Regions from separate parts of the Rattus norvegicus genome. Here region 2 is linked to region 1. Evidence: chromatin contacts called from public Hi-C data. All regions are on one chromosome and are shown on one strand. The core of a region is the stretch at or near the end of the contact, and the rest is flanking DNA. Distances in the headings are between cores, read along the strand shown.

Region 1 (5,581 bases), core at 1,458-3,957:
AGAGAATGGATCACTGCTTAGAGTCTGATCTGCTGACTCATCGTAGCTCAGAGTGCTCATGGCCCCCCTTCTATGTCTCTCTGTGTCTCTATCTCTCTGTCTCTATCTCCTTCTTCCTCTCCCTCTCTCTTTGTGTCTCCCTTTTCACAGTTCCCTGTGCAAATGCCATCCTGCTTCCTAACATGACAGTGCTACTTGGTCAAACCCTTCCTCAAATGCTAGTAGCTCTTTATCTGACTCCTACTTTACCAGTGATGTTTCCATTCATACCCGGGAACGGTCCCCCATCATGACATCAGCAAGCCAATCAAATGAATTATCTTCTTCCCAGAAACTCAGCAGTACTGTTTTTGAAGACTGCCACTATACACAGTCCTGGTGACGGGGACAGTTCCTACTCAGCACAGAAAAGCTGGCAGAGCTCAGACACCTTAGCTACAGTCACATTAGCTTTTGGCACCCTAACTATCTCCTGAGGGATGACAACTGCTCTGCTCTTTCCGGGCATCCTGCTCTTCTCCTCAAGGAAACGATGGCACACGTTATCACAACTGCAGGCCATCCCCTGCCTGCTTCCAGCATCCCCATCTGCCCTCACACTGCTAGGGTGGGAGAGGCTGACAGCAGCTCCCAGTGTAGACTGGCCGCCTAGGGATGAACTGAGGAAGAGTGTTTGCCCAGTCACCTCGGCCTTCTTCTGTCTCCGTCAGCCTCTCACTTCTATTCTTTCTGTCCAAGCACTCACTGGTCCACGACCCACTTAACTTTCTGTTCCTAATGAAACAGCGTTTCTGGAAAAGCCTCTTCTCTGCCAGCCCTTTGGTCATCATTTACCATTTCCCTATTGCTACCATGTTGCCTTTCTTTGCTTATGATAATAATCCAGCTTCTTATGATGAAGTCTGGTTAAGTGTCTGTAGAAGTTTATGACTCTGAAACGAATGTCACTGTAAAGCCAGAACCATGGGTTGGTAACATTATCTTTAGAGTAAGTTTTAAAATACAATACACAGGGGGCTGGAGAGATGGTTCTGTAGTTAGGAGCACTGACTGCTCTTCGAGAGGACCTGAGATCAATTCCCAGCAACCACAAACATCTCACATAGAGGTCTCACAAACATCTGTGATGGGATCTGATTTTCTCTTCTGGTATGAGGAAATACATGAAGACAGCACATTCATATACACAAAATAGATAGATAAATACATACATCTTTAGAAAGAATTATACCAAAGAAATGCAATACAGAACATGAAAAGAGGAAACTTGAAAGCACAAAAGTGTAACATGTCAGTGGATGTTTAACTATAGTACTTCTGGGTTTCTTTCATCATTGTTTTATTTGTTTGTGTGTTTGGTTGGGTTTTTTTTTTTTTTTTAGATATAGTCTCATGTATCCCAGGCTGGTCCTAAACTCTTTATGCAGTCAAAGCTGGCTTTGAAGCTATGATCTTCCTACTGCCTCTTTAAACGCTGGGATTACAGTCCTACTCTACCTGGCTTTTTATTATTGTCATTGTTTGTTTGTTTGTTTGTTTGTTTGTTTGTTTGTTGAGACAGTGTTTTGCCATGTAGTCTTGGCTGACCCAGCACTCTATAGAACCAAAGCTGGACTTAAACTTGTGGCAAAGTCTTGCCTCTTGAGTACACCTCTTACAGTGCCTCTTACAGTGATCATCACTGCATCTAGATTATGTGTTTGGGCTTCTAAAATGTTAGAAGTCATATCTGTGTGCTACCGTAAGATAGTCATTATCTTTCCATTCCAACTCTTGGGTAAATAGCAGTTAAGTGCCCAAGAAACTTATGACATGTTACCTTACACATACATACACACAGGCACGCACACACACACAGAGTATTGAAGAAAAGAATTTAACAAGCATAAAGAGAGACCCAGGCTTAGGATTCATCTTGGAAGCATATGCCTTTGGTAGCACAAGCTGTAAGCCAGTGGCAGACACCTTACCTCATGAGCCTGTAAATGTAAGGTGACTGGATAAACAAGCAATAACTTGTTTGGCTCTCTTTGGAGGAGAATTTATTATGTTTGCTGGGCTGCTGTTACTAAGTCTATCTTATCTTTCTAGTGACTGTGAGCTCTTCGGGGCCAAGCACAGCCTTTCTATCTCTGCATGCATCATGTCCAGGTATCAGTAATTGTTTTTCTGAGGTAGACCAAATTTACCTTCCAGCGAAAGCACATTTGCTATTCAGGAATGAGATAGCTTTGAAATGCCAGAGTCAGGCTATGAATGAATCTCGCTTCTCTTTAGTTGGGCAAAGTACACATCGAACAGATGGTTCTTTAAAAATAGATGTGAGCTTTTAAAAATAGCTCATTCTGGTAACAGAAATGTACACTCCATTCGAGCTGACTGGCGGAATGTGAACAGGTTGCCATGGTAACAAGTCTCTAGGCTGCCAAATCTTCAGACTGGTTCATCCCATTTTCCTGGCACAGGACCAGTTTCTAAGGCGGTCGGTCTGTAAGGGGACATCTTTGACACCACACACTTTCAGTCACTCATTAACGCACCAAGCTCTGAATCCTCTGCCGTTTTGACCTAAGGGCTCCTTGAAAGCATTCTTTCAGAAGAAACTTCTAAAGTGTTCAATTCTCTGGTCAGAACTAGTTATTTTTTTTCCGACTTGCAGAGGGCACCCTTTGGCCATCTAACTTTTGTGCACTAAGACGTCACACTCCCAGCAGCAGCCACCATGTGAGTGGACACCTTTAACGCCACTCATCACTGTGGGCAGATGCATCTCAGGAGAATGAGATCCTTTTTTTCCTCCCTGTGTCTTCCGAGGTCTTTTCTATGCTGCTTTGCATTTTAATAAGCAGATAATTTCTTTTGCATTAGAAAAGATAACAAACTACATTTTTTAAATTTTGAAAATATTTATATAAGAAAAACATTCATTACTTTTATACAAAATGATAATTCTTTAAGAGTTAAAGGGGTGATGATCTGGGCCCAGTACTCTGTGCATATCATTAAAGTGTGCAAAAGTGAAAAACAATGGTTGTTTTTCCTAATTAGTAAAAATTAGTTCTCTCTCCTTGTCTCTCTGTGTCTCTGTTTCTGTCTCTCTGAGTCCTGTGTCTCTATGTCTGTCTGTCTGTCTATCCCTTTCCTTCCTTTTTTCTTCCTTCTTTCACTTTTTTGTATTTCCTCAAATAAGTGACTTTAAGCCTGAGTCAGACTGTTACCTTCGACCCAGACTTGGTGAGTAAGAACTTTATATAACAAAGAATGTGAATACATATAGATTAATGAAACATTTTTTCTAAAGGAAAAAACTTTACCTTGTCATATTACATTTACATTGTCCTCTGACACAGCCAGCTCCTTTGCAGCTCAGTGATGCAGTAGAGTACAGCACAGTGATCCCATAGAGTATAGTATAGTGATGGTCTTTAAAACCCAAATTCAAGGAACTCATCTCTACCACCGTCCAGCCCTTCAAGCCAATTGGGATGGTGGGAATCTCTGTGTTAGGCCTGACCAGTGTTTGCCCATGGCCTGCCATGGAGTGTCAGGGAGACAGCTTCTTGGGCCTGTGTGATCCTCTAGACTACAGTGCTGCCAGGACACCAGGCTTCCACAGATGACATCATGCCAAGTGTGAGAATCAGCCTCGGGTAAAGGGAATCTTGGGAGAGGCTTATTTCTTCTCTGAGAGGGTGGCTCATTTCTAATGAAGCAGAGACTTGCTATGAGGGAATCGTATTTGTGGCACAGAGTATTGTAGGTTCCTATGGCCAATGTAAATAGACAAAATCTCCCTCCACTGTATTTAACGTAATAAACAGCTTGTTCCGGAGACTTCCCTGTCTCGTTGGGACAAAACTCACTTTCAGCAGCACTGTTACCCTGTAGAAAAACAAGGGAACTCAAATTCAACTTTGTGAAAGGGTGACTTGTTTGGTACAGGCTTGAAGCCCATCCCAGAGACCCCAGGCTAGCCCTGTCTAGAATGACATCTGATGTCAAGTGACCCAGGAGGACAAGTGGCTTGTGCTGAAGCAAACAAAGTGCTATAGTACTGAGGGGTGTGTGAGGCAAGGAAAAGGGATCAAGGCTCAGAGAAAGAAAAAGAGAGCCAGTCCAAGGGTATTTATTGGTCATGAGACAGGTGCCTGAGAACACATCCCAGCCATCACAACTTTGGGAGCTGTAAAATATGAAGGTTCTTGAACTCACAACCCGAGACTTTGTATTCAGTGGAAATCACAAAGCTGAAGCAAGACCATGATGGTTCTACAGTCTGTGTGCCCTGGACAGCTCACTGCCAGAGTGCTCACCATCCTCCCCTCTGCTGGAAAGGCGTGTTGTAAATAATTGCACCTGTCTGGTGGGCAGGGAGCTATGGGCACTATAAAGGCAGCATTTCTCTAGAGACTCTCTTAGCGTGTTTAGCAGATTCCCTTTGGGGAACAATCTCCTGGGGATGAGAGGGGCCATCAGGAGGGGTCAGCTTACCTCCCACGCCTGTCACACTGGTCCCACTCGGATCATTTGGATATGGAGCTGAAGGTGGGGTATAGCCAATCACCAGGTCAATGGTGGCCTGAGTAGAAAGAATCCATTGCATAGAGAGTCAGTGCAGGGAAGAGGACATTACGGACTTAGTGTGAACAGTTCATCATGGGTAGGAGTGTTGGAGGGGTTGGGCATGAAAGTGAGACCACAAAGGTGGGAAGGGCGATGATGTTATGTTCGACTTATGCCTATCTTACTCTGGGTGAGCCAGGGCAGAGCTGGAAAGAAGATGCTTTCTCACAGGTTGCCAAGGGCAACCTCAAGGACTAAAGTAAAGCTGTGACAAGCAAGTGTGAACCTGTAGCGAGCTTCTGTCCTGCAGTAGAGATGGCCTCTGCTCATAGCACAACCAGAGATGTTCATTAAGAATGAATAATTCGGGCTGGAGAGATGGCTCAGCTGTTTAGAGCACTGACTGCTCTTCCAGAGGTTCTGAGTTCAATTCCAGCAACCACATGGGGGCTCACAATCATCTGTAATGGGATCCGATGCCCTCTTCTGGTGTGTCTGAAGTCAGCCACACTGTACTCATATAAAAAATGAATAATTCATTGGTTGCCCATGAATACTAATTACTGAGATTTATTTTGATAGTTCTCCAGAGGGAAGAATTTCGTGACTAACAAAACGGTATTATAATAGCACAGTCGTAAGAGAATGGAAGGGGAACCGAGTCTGATTAAAGAAAAGACAAATGTACAAACATAAAGTTAAACTTGATGTCATCCCCCACTACGTTAACTGTGATCCCAGGAAACTTAGGAATCAAACAAAAAAGGCAACAAAGCAATGCTTATGTCTTTGTTCTTCACTAACCTATAACACTTCAAAGAAGTTTGGTAGAAAATTAAAAAACAAAACAAAACAAAAAAACCTGGGCTGAGAGGTGGTTCAGTGGTTAAGAACACTGGCTGCTCTTCCAGAGGACCCCGGTTCAATTCTAAGCACCCACATGGCAGCTCACAGCTGTCTGTAACTCCAGTTCCAGAGGATCTGACACTCTTACACAGACATACATGCAGGTAAAACA
Region 2 (5,581 bases), core at 1,238-3,737, 49 kb after region 1:
CGAGCGTCATCACCCCCATGTCCCCCTTCGATCAGCCATGGCTCCCGTCATCCCAGGAGGTGGGCCAAGCTATTTTCCACTCTTGCTCATTTATGAACATTGATGCCACGATATAAGATCCCTAGTTCTATCAGGACTTAATCCAACTTAATTTTACATAGTGGTCAAAATTAGGCACTGGGAGGATTTACTGCCTCCAGGGTTTTCAGAGTGCTGGGGGAAAAAAGGAAGGCAGGAAAAGAACTCATGTCCATGACTGCCTGTCCCATACCTGCTAAGACCATGGCTTTCAGACCTCACAAACGATCTGAGTCTGGTACTAGAAAGTCGAAGCATCTTAAAGCCACAAAGACAGTATTCTGCTACTTGCCACAGCTAAGGGAGCCGAGACCTGACTGGTTAGAGAAAGGACATGCAAGGCTATTAGTTATTTAGGTAATGCTGACTAGTGTCCAGATGTGCAGGACAGAGATGGCTCAGTAGTAAAGTGTGCTCAAGGTAGAGTGTGCGCTAGGTTTGATCCCCAGGGCCAAAATATGTGGAGACCCCACCCAAAAGAAATGCTTGCCAGAGTTTAAATGTTCCCACACTGGGTTCAATGATCTTCCTTGTGCCAGATAGATGAATGAATGAATGAATGAATGAATGAATGAATGAACCACTCAGTCTGTACAACCAAAGGGAACCAGAACTGTGGCTGTTTGGCTAGACCACATTTGCCAGTTTACCTGAAGTTTTCCCCCTTTCAATGGCGTGTTTTCATTCATCAACATATTGTTACTCACTTAAAAAAATTCAATTATTGCATATTATTCCTGGATAATAAATTAGATTTTAAACACTGTTAATTCAAGATTATTTCATAATCTGTTCAATTGGCCCTACACGTGACTTCTCAGTCCTAGCACCTTTTTACAATGATGAAAGGTGCAGTTTCTCCATGCTATGTCAGTATTGTGAAACTGCTTTAAGTTAGGTTTTTAAAATATACCACATGCCAATAAATTTAATACGATTCCTCATAACCTAGAGTCAAAACTGCAAACCACACTGTCCAGTAAGAATTTGAATTTTGTTTTCTAGGTCTTTTCTTTTCATCTTCCCTCCCTCCCTCCCTCCCTTCCTCCCGCCCTCCTTCCCTCCTTCCTTTCCTTCCTCCCCTTTTCTCTTTCTAACTGAACAGCCCTTTAGCAGCTTTGAGTTTCGTGTGTCTTTCCTTTGCTTGCTCGCCCTCGGAAGAATAGATTTGAGAACAGAAATAGAGATTTTCAGAAATGGACACAAGAGTGGAGAAAGGGATGAACTACACAGTACTTGCGAGGGAGAAGTAGTCAAATTCCTGGGTTTGGCAGGAAATGTGCCAAGGTGTGGTAAGGAAACGCCTGCCTGTCGAAAGCTCCAGTTCAGCACGGTGCCCCCACGAAGTGAGCTAGCAATCTTGCCACGACCGACAGCGACCAAAGGGAAAAGACATGAAGCCCCAGGTCCACGTTTATCCCAGCCCTCCAACCCAAGCCAGGCCACCTGTTCCACTAGGGCGGAGGGGGAATCCTATGTTAACAGCTGCTGATCCCCTCCACCACCGCTCCCTTCCACTGCACTCACAGCTAGTGTCATAGATAATCTGCTTGGAATTTCAAGAGGCCTTTTAAAGACCAGCCAGTCTAAACCTTCCCCCTTGTTTTGCAGAGGAACGAGGAGACACAGAGGAATGATGATGTCATTTGCCCAAGGTTATCCAGTCCTGTAGAGCCAGACTCCCAAGCTGCAGACGTGCTTCAGAGCTCCTTCAGGGTGGGCAATCCCAAAGTCACCGAGCATATCCGAACACCCCAACTCCTGGAGATTCAGAACACCAGAGAGAGTACCTTCATACCCAAAGCCCAAATGACAGTAAAAGCAGCATCAAGCTGGTTAACAGTGTAATGGTGCCTCCGGCAATTAATGAATTGCTCCTCTTGCTCCGTTTCTCATTTCTCACCGGGAGAGGTTTTAGGAAAACGCACCCACTATGGACACTGACTTTGAATCGACAAAGACCTTCATACTTGAAATCAAGGGAGTAGCAATAGAGGTTCCCCGAGCGTTTACAGAAACGTCAGACCGTCAGATCTTTCAGTGAGTCTCTAAGCCCTAGGGAAAGTTAAATTCCCTCAGTCGTGAGTGGCAGTGACCTGCCCAGGTAAACCAGGGACCGCCAGGGGAGCAGAGAGGGGCTTGGCTTCTCCAGATGCCAAGAGCTGACTGGGACGAGATCCAGACGTCTAGCCTTCCAGAAAAGGGTTTCAGGAAAAAAAAGAAAACGTCGCCTTACCCTTAAAAATGACAGAAACGATAGGATCCGGTTTCCCAAATTTCGTTTTAGGGATGTTAGTAGCAGATTCCACAATCACTCGAAGCATGGCTCTTGGAGAAAGCAAGTTGCAGCCAAGAGCGGACTAGACGCGGTGCTGGCGCTGGGCCCTCCGCCCTGGGAGGAGGATGTCTCCCAGCTGGGGGAGGGCTTCTTCGAGCAGGGGGAGGGTTTCTCCGGCCGGGGTGGGGTGGGCCTCTGCAGGATTATTTGCTGAAAGCCAAGTGTAAACGAATAGCCATACTCCGAGAGTCCACGCAGGGCCGCAGGCGCGGCTTGCGAATTCAGAAAAGTGTGGACCTGAAAAAGGACACCGCGGCGAAAAGAAGTTTTGTGCAGCCAATGAAACCGCGGTGGATTTGGGACGAACTGCGGGCGGTTCAGGAAAACCACAGAGATGTTTGTTACCTTTTAGCAGTAACTGGTGAGACCTAACTGCTGTCGTTCTACCCCCTCTTGACCTGTTTGACAGAGTCTCGTGGAGTTTTAAAACTATGCGGTCGGGTTTTAATTTTTTACTTTTGCCTTTTTTTTTTTTTTTCTCGTGCTGTTGGACACGCCCCCCTCAGCAACTCTAAAGATTTTTAAAAAGCTGCCAAGAGGCGTCCCCTACTGTATATTACAGGAATAGTTGAGTTCATAGCCAGGTACTGGGTTAGATTTACTGTCCTTGGTTCTTTGCTTTCCCAACGGATTTGACACGGGAACCCTTCAAAAGGAGGATCCTGGCTTCCCTAGACTACAGATGGATAACAATCTTCAATGGAAATGGAGAAGGGGCTGTCCACTGTTCTTGAAAACGCATTGTCTGCTTAAAGAGAATGAAGCAGGCTATGCAGCCTGATGGTTAGAGCATATGAGGAGTCCTTTGCCACTTTGAACTACCCTCACCACCTTACCCACTCTCTCCTTCTGTGCCCTTATTTGTGAAAATATTTATAAAATGTGTTGTAAGAGGCAAGTCCTATGGGGCCTGGCAGGAAGCATGAAGAATATCTCACACATCTTGCTATAGTTTCATGATTTTCATAGTCTTACTGTTAGTGTAAACCAGTAATTCAGATTATTGTGTTTCAGAATGGTCAAATCAGGCTGGGGAAACACAGAATCTCTTTTTTGCTTTCTGTCATACAACCAACCAGAAGCAAAGAGTTAACTGTATCGGGAAAGTGAGACTAAACTTTATCTCAGTAAGTTTCTCAAATCCTTATACAGAGTAAGGAGTTATATACAGAATTATGTTTAGTGTGCCCAGAGAGTCTAGGTGGAATTTGGAAAGCATTATTTTTGGTTAATTCGACTGATTTTCCTTCTTTTTACTGTGAAACAGGTTGTTTCTCTAAAAATGATTGATCATAAATGTGAACACTTAATAGCCCTCCTCATCAAGACAGAGGATGTCACACTTCAATCCCAGGGTATACTCTACATACGACAGACATTTTTGTCCACCATGAAAATCACTTTGATTTTTCTTTACTGTTAGTTCTTTGATAGGTCCATACATGTAAATAATGCATCTGGAGGTTCTTCCCAGCCCTTTCATATCCCCTTTCAAACTCTCATCCGTTCTTCCTCTCCCCTTCCCTACATTTATGACTTTTAGTTTGTGACCCATCTAGCTTACCCAGAACCCCACAGTGATCAATCTAGCTTATTCAGAGCCCCATATGGGACCACATAATTAGGACTTCCCATTAAAGACTCGTACAGTCCCCAGCATGTACACAACTAAAGGCAATGACTCCTCCTCTCCTCCAATCTATCAGCAGCAATTGGCCCATCAAGGAAGAGTCAGGCTTCCTGAAGTCTTCCTCCATCTTGGTTGGCTGATGAAGCTTCTCTCTCATGCAGACCCAGTGCATTCACCTGCAGTTACTGAGAGTTACTGAGTAGAATGGCTGCGTCGGGCACAGGAGACTGGCTTTCAAAGTGCTGCTTCAAGGAATACTCCATAACACACACCTGGATATGAGGTTATAGATGTGGACAATCTCAAGGACACGGCGCTGAGTTTCACATGTCAAGTGGCCTTTGGACATGAGGTGGATGCGTTACAAGATGTCTTCTACTTGTGTTATAACAACAATTGCCCACTTCAAGTTAGGAGGAAAACCCTGAATTCTCTGGCAAGCAGAGGAAGGTAAAGTGAAAATAGACACCCCCCCCCAAATGGGCATGATAGTTTAGAGTACCAACAAAGTCCAGTAAGATACCTATGACGTCTTGGAGAACACATCATTTCCAAAGGCATCAAGACACACTGGTAGAGAGGAATTCTCATCCCCAGAACTTCACTTTTCTGAAGGCCAGGGCTAAAGATAGAGATTCTGTGTCTTAAAGTTTCTATTGGTGTGATGAAGCACATGACCAAAAGCAATGTGTGGAGGGAAGGGTTCATTTCGTCTTACTCATCATACTGGGGAGTCTGGGCAGACACTGATGAGAGGTCATGGAGGGGTGATACTGGCTTCCTCAGCTTGCTTTTTATTTCTTCCAGGACCATCAGTCCAGAGATGGTACCACCCACAGTGACCTGGGTCCTTCCACATCCATCACCAGTCATGAAAATGTCCTATTTCCTTTGTGTGACAAAAAACAAACAGCATATTCTGGTACAGAACAGGACTAATACCAGAGAGGATGACAGAACCCCAGAAAAACCAATCATAGGGGGTGATGCATAATTCTCAGGAGTCAGATAGGAGGAACAATCACGATAAGCCTCCAGGCTGTCGTGGCAGCCAGAGAATGCACACAGAGCCACAACAGCATTCTTAGGAAACAGCATCGCAGAGAAGAAAAGTTGGGTGCAAACGAGCGTTCTATCCAGGGTGGCCCAGGTACTTCCCTTGCAGTAGCCAGGCACGGAACATGGAACCCAAGGAAAGATGAGGACTCTAAGAAGAGCCTCCCATTTCCAGAGCGGGTGCTGGTGAGAATGACTTCTGCAGCTCATCCCTCAGTGATGAACTGGTACCTGGAAGTGTAGGAGAAACACACTCTTCTCCCCAGGGTGCATTTCGGTCGTGGTGTTTTATCACAGCAGCAAACATCCTAACTAAGACACTGGATATTTCATCATAATTGACATATTTTTGTCACTGATACAAGCACAAAATGGCTTGATCACCTGGATAAAAGCCTCAGCTTTGAGAAAACCTTCTCCCCCTAAAACACTCCCTAATAAAAGTCCTGAATTAATTGATGAATGAACTGTGACACATC

The links. A called contact is a pair of places that touch in the nucleus more often than the background predicts.
Region 2: a Hi-C map of the A7r5 cell line shows a contact between it and region 1, with 4 times the contacts expected there. The contact joins the promoter of Myof here to the enhancer-like site in region 1. A contact is called at or near these places in 5 of 12 Hi-C or Micro-C datasets (the A7r5 cell line, Schwann cells, frontal cortex and 2 more).

The regions. Positions count from the first base shown.
Region 1 is chr1:245,183,389-245,188,969 of GRCr8, forward strand. It overlaps Myof (myoferlin), which reads right to left. Exons shown (of 53, transcript NM_001354115.1): 5 at 4,492-4,579. Among named protein-coding and RNA genes, the nearest start is that of Myof, 49 kb to the right of the region's middle. Within about 2 kb of position 2,708, at least 36 of the 93 cell types and tissues checked have an H3K27ac peak or open chromatin away from gene starts, as enhancers often do. A contact at or near this core is called in the A7r5 cell line, where this site is marked.
Region 2 is chr1:245,232,281-245,237,861 of GRCr8, forward strand. It overlaps Myof (myoferlin), which reads right to left and starts at 2,488. Exons shown (of 53, transcript NM_001354115.1): 1 at 2,315-2,488. The coding sequence starts at 2,402. It overlaps LOC108349463 (a long non-coding RNA gene), which reads left to right and starts at 2,640. Exons shown (of 3, transcript XR_001836138.3): 1 at 2,640-2,777; 2 at 4,208-4,496; 3 at 4,854-5,581.